Linked DNA regions of Mus musculus: region 1 is linked to region 2. The links are chromatin contacts, called in public Hi-C maps. All regions are on one chromosome and are shown on one strand. The core of a region is the stretch at or near the end of the contact, and the rest is flanking DNA. Distances in the headings are between cores, read along the strand shown.

What was found. A called contact is a pair of places that touch in the nucleus more often than the background predicts.
Region 1: a Hi-C map of the N1E-115 cell line shows a contact between it and region 2, with 11 times the contacts expected there. The contact joins two enhancer-like sites. A contact is called at or near these places in 2 of 39 promoter capture datasets (the HPC-7 cell line and second pharyngeal arch cranial neural crest), 3 of 484 Hi-C or Micro-C datasets (the N1E-115 cell line, embryonic stem cells and uterus), 2 of 115 datasets of contacts at active chromatin or transcription factors (the SCID.adh cell line and embryonic stem cells) and 1 of 9 other capture datasets (embryonic stem cells).

What each region holds. Positions count from the first base shown.
Region 1 is chr2:169,163,366-169,166,091 of GRCm38.p6, reverse strand. No RefSeq gene overlaps it. Among named protein-coding and RNA genes, the nearest start is that of 9430093N23Rik, 70 kb to the left of the region's middle. Within about 2 kb of position 1,456, at least 1 of the 459 cell types and tissues checked has an H3K27ac peak or open chromatin away from gene starts, as enhancers often do. A contact at or near this core is called in the N1E-115 cell line, where this site is marked.
Region 2 is chr2:169,060,358-169,063,057 of GRCm38.p6, reverse strand. No RefSeq gene overlaps it. Among named protein-coding and RNA genes, the nearest start is that of Gm52536, 18 kb to the left of the region's middle. Within about 2 kb of position 1,332, at least 14 of the 459 cell types and tissues checked have an H3K27ac peak or open chromatin away from gene starts, as enhancers often do. A contact at or near this core is called in the N1E-115 cell line, where this site is marked.

The DNA.
Region 1 (2,726 bases), core at 207-2,706, 100 kb before region 2:
CACCTCAAGATGAAGTGTTATTAGGCAAGACCAATTGAAGATCAATCAGAAATTACAATAAGCATGGTGGTAATTACAACAAAAACTAATGGGAAGAATGATTCTCACAAAAGTTTACCAGACACCCAGGCTCACACACACACCTATAAAATGATACAATGGGGGGAAATCCATAAGAAGCTGCTTGCTTTGCTTTTTTCATTGATGCGGTTACGACATGAGAACATAATATTCAGTATTTCTTTGTCTAATCTTGGCTCCTGCTTGCTGTTTGAGTACTGTTGGCTTCTTAAAGATTACTTTTGCTCATGTATGTGTGTGTGGTGGTATATGGTCAAGAATGCGGGTGCCTACAGAAGCCCGAAGGAAGTGTCAGATCCCCTGGAGCTGGTGTTACAGGCAGTGGAGACACCCAGTGTTGATGCGGAGAATCGAACCCTAGTCCTCCGCAAGAGTAGCAAGCTCTCCTAACCGTAGAGCCATCCCAACAGCCCCCATTTGCGTATTTTCGCTTTTCAAATGGCACAAAAACAGCATGTCCCCTCAGCACGCCACGCTATTGGGCAAAGCATTTAAACTTTTGTGCCTGTGGAATTATTTTTTTAAGCCTTTTAGAAAAAGCTACTCATTAAAATGTAAGGCAGAGAAGCATCCAAGTTTTTTAACTTGAATGTTGAATTTGAAAAAAAAAATTACACAAAGCTTTTGGATTGAACATCGTGCTTTTAGCCTCTGACAACATGGCAAGCTTGCAGCGTTTCCTGGAAGGTTCTCCAAGGCTCCGAAACACCTGAAGGTTCCTCGCATGCTGAATGAGTTGGCAGGGAGGATGCTGGGGAAGGGAAAACACCAGAAGGGGGAAAGAAAGAGAGAGGGTATCTGCTAGATTAACCTACCAAAGATCAGATCCATTAGCGGGGACTTTATCGAGTCTAAAGCAGAGAATGCTTCGCCAGGATAATTAGCAATACTGGCTTTTAAAAGGGAAAGTCGGGAACTAAAGAGCAGGCTGCTGTTGAAATTAAAGATGGTATCTGAGCCATTTACAGCAATTTACGTCATAGCCACCGATACCATAAACACAGAGGTCAGGCGTCCATTCCTGGCTGTCTACGATGGGTCAGCTGTGAAAAGCCATGGAAAGCAGACTGCGCTGGGCGCAGATTGATGGGCGCCACGGTGACTGTGCTTTCAGAAATGTGGGTACATTTTCCATAGTCACTTGTGGCAGGGCAGCTGTGGCTCTAAAATGACAGCTTTCAGATTCCAGAAGAAGCCATGAATTCTACTCTTCATGTAGATATCCAAATACCCTGGCTTCTAAGCCCTGGCATATAGAATAAACTGGCAAGTCTCAATATATGTGCGCATGTGTGTGCAAGTACACGTGCTCCCACAGTGAACATCGTGATCCTGTGTGCATGCACGTGTGTACACACATGTGCAGACCAAAAGACCACGTCACATGTTCTTCCTTGTGAGGTGTCTTTCTTCTTTTTGTAACAGGATTTCTCACTGGCTCAGAGCAAGTGGACCAGATGCTGGCTGGCAAGCAAGCCCTCGGGATGGTCCTGCCTCTGCCTTCCCAGTGTGGGCATTGTGAAGATAGGCCTGACTTTGTTATGTGGGTCCAGGGGCTTGAACTCTGGTCCTCAAGCTTGTTGGACAAGCATGACACAAAATAAGTCATCATTCCAGCCCTGGAGTTAATTTTTAAACTACGAAAATTTTTAACTACTGTGTCACGCAAACAAAGCATAGCTGTAGGCAAGAATGACCCATATCTTACCTGATCCCACTTCTTGAATACCGCGAAGGGGGAGATGCCCTGGCATTCTCTGCGGGGCATAGAATTTAATAGCCTTGGCCTTGGGAGAGTCGTGAGGTTAAAGAACAGCCCTCAGGGCAAGAGAAAGGTTAGGAACCGTTCAGCTATACCCTCCATGCTCCCGAGGGCCAGACACTAATGTCTCCCTTCTCCCCTCCTCAGCCTCCACCTGACACCAGAGGGAAGCAGCTTGCAGTGTGCTGGCTTTCCATGTGGGGACTTGGGTTCGTAAACTCGAAGAGAATTCTTTTTTAATCTCCAGAGTTATCTTTGGCAAAAGAAATAAAGGTATCCCCTCTAGCTAGCTCTTGTCCCAGTTTCAAGTAGACAGATTCTTTTTTTTTTTCCCCACCAAAGAACAACCTAGTAAAGGAGGGCTAAGGGAAGGTGCTTGTCCTGCCTCAACCATGTTAAGTAAAACAAGAATCAGAGAATCAAAACGTGCCTCTGATAAACCCCAATCTTCCAGCCTCCCTTCCGGCTCCTTGACCTGGCAGATGTCGGGAGAAATCTGCCCGTCTGATAATTTTATCTGACTAGCATGAGGATTTTGTCTTGTTTTTAATTGACCCTTTGAAAGCATTGCACATACACACACACACACACACACACACACACACACACATGTTGGCTAAAACACCCCAGCATTCCCACCTGTCCCAGGGCCAGCAGAGCTCACGCGTGTGTTCCTCCTCTGTTCCGCCTCAGAAGGCATCTGTGTTGCTGCCGTGGCTGTCTTTGTGTCTCTGTGTTTCTCTATCCTACTTTTACTCCACTTTATGCAAAAGGAAACCAATCTCCAGATAAAATCCCCAGCAGTGGAAATGTGTCTAACTACAAAACTAGACCTACTCTGTGCAGCAGTGGAAATGTATCTAGATAGATAGATAGATAGATA
Region 2 (2,700 bases), core at 83-2,582:
CGTCCCTAGGTGCCACAAGCCCTTCTCTCCTGAATAAAAATAACGTCTCCTAGGAGCATGACTGTCCCCGACTGAGTGCCAAGGGTCACAAATCTCACCTTCCCGGCTTCCCTGCTGGGGTGTGACATCATGGGTTTTCTGCAGCCTGTGAGGTACCAGCCCAGGAGGCATGTAGTGCTTGAATCCCTGGCCATCAGTGCATGGATGTATTTGTAACCTCATTTGCTCTGTTTCTGTTGGGGAAAATCTTTCTGTCTGTCATTGCCAGACACCAGCGATCAAGACCTAACGGACCCAGCACCATCTTTCTGGAACGTTCTACCTCTCTCCCCAGTGGCAGCATCGGCTGCTCTCCCTGACCTTCGCGGCTACCCAGTGATGATCCCTCATCTTAGAACATCCACATTGGCCCACCAATCCTCACTGCCCTCCAGAGAGCCTCTGGCCTCACCTTCAGCAGAAAGTCACACAGCAGCCTACACGGAGACTCTGCCCTGCAGGTCTAAAGCCAACAATTGATTTGCTGAATTTTTGTATAAAAAGAGAAAGCAAAGAGGGTCTTTGCCCCAGACCCTCACTTCACTGCCTCACACCCAGTCAAACGCAAGCTGAAACACTGACATGATGGTGATTTTGCCAGTCCCAGGTCCATCTGGCAAAGAGATCTATTGATGAGATTCTACGGAGTCACAGTAGGCCATATTTCAACTGTACAAATGTCACCTCTGGGCTTTGCTTATGAAATCAAAAAAAAAAATCTTACTTTTTTGGCATGTCGGTTAAAGAAAAAAAAAGGACTGAAAACGTAATTCACTGATTCTTCATGTATGCTTGCCTTAGGTTATTATCATCGAGAACTTTCCAGAACATTTTGCACTAATAATGACATCCCCCACCAGCAGCCCCTGCAAGAGACGAATGAAGGCTCTTTTAAAAACTTTAGCTATTGCTGTCTTGTTAAACACATTCCTGGTACCTCGGGACCAGCCCCCCACGCAGATGAGAACCTCCACAGAGATAAGACAGGCTCTCCCAACAGCAGCAGGGAAAGTGCCCCTAGGTCCCCCGTTCCGTGGGTAGCACAGGTGAAAATCAAAAGCAGTACGTTGGAAAGCAAGCGCTTAGAGACGTGCGCTGTCTAGGAGATCGTGCGGGTAATCAGGACTTTCCAATCATTGCTTCCATGATGACAAGCAACAGCAAGAAAATGCAGGATGTTGATGCCTAATGGGTTTGCCCTTTGCCAGACAAATCCTTTTACCCACCGCGGGAAAGGCAGGATTTGTACGGGCTCCTGGAGAGAGCGCACACTGCCCTCTTGTGGTGACATGTGCTCATGATTTTATAGACTCCGGGAAACGGTAGAACATTACCACCAAAAGTAGATCAACCCCTGAGACAGATGGGAGTTGACAGCTTCCCGCCCTCTTGACCAGGAAACAAGCTGTTTGTTCCTTTGCTCAATAGCTGGGAGAACTCTGCCAAGACGGAAAAAGTCAGTGTAATTCTTCAAATGTTTGAACTCCATCAAACGGACTAAGAAGTGCACAGGAACTGCAGGCAGAACGGGTGAGTTGCAGTCTAACAGGAACTTCCCTCAGATCTTGAGCTGCCAATAAGGTATAAGAAATGGTCAGGTTTGGGACCAGCGAGATGGCTCAGAGGGCAAAGGGTGCTTGCCACCAAGCCTGATGGCCTAGGTTCTACCCCTGGAGCCCAGATGAAGAAAAGAACCCATGCCTGCAATTTGTCCTCTGACCTCCATAGCACCCTGTGGCCTGTGTGTTTGTGCATATTTGCGCATCACACACACACACACATACACATGTGCACACACACACATACACACAGGCACAGGCACACACACAGGTACATGCACACACATGCACACACACATACATACACAGGCACATGCACACACACATATACACTCACATGTGCATACACATACACACGCACACACAAGCATGCACACAATAAATAAATAAAATTTTTAAAAAACTTTGATATTCAAAATTAACAAGCCCCCCCACACACACACACACACACAAAAGAAGATGGACACTGAGGAGGGAAGAGGGAGGGGCAGAGTTAGGGATCGAGGGAAGAAATTTGGCTGGAACCCCTGCATTTAACTGGAGGTACAACTGATTTTTACCTCCTAAAAAGGATGCATTTACTATTTTCAACTGTCTTCATCTACCCTGTTACAGGCACATCCTAATTTTTGCTAATTCCCCACAGCCAAGAAAGGGAAACTATTCACTTGGCCCCGGCTCTGGGAACTGTTTCTAAGCCGGTGCTGTGGATCTGCGGAAATGCAAATGTCATTTCTAAATTTAGCGTGAGAAAGCCAGAGAATCAGCATTTCTGTTGATGGAACACCTTCTCGGGAAGTAGCACGTGCGGAAGCAAGCAGGCAACGCTTTTCTCTGACACTTGGAACAGTCCAGCGTCTCCCTGGCCAGCCCTGCCTCCGGGAGGGGCTCCCAGAGGATGCGTACCTGCGCAGACCTGAGGCAAGTCTCCTCTCCTTCCTTCCTCGAACAGCACCAGATTGTGACCCTAAGCAAGGCACTTCCTGGGCCTCACCCTCCTCTCCTCCAAAAGAAACAGAAAAACTTCACATCCTAGAGACACCTACATCCTCCGAATGAATCCAGAGGATGGAGACCATTATTTTCTTCATTGGTACAGCCT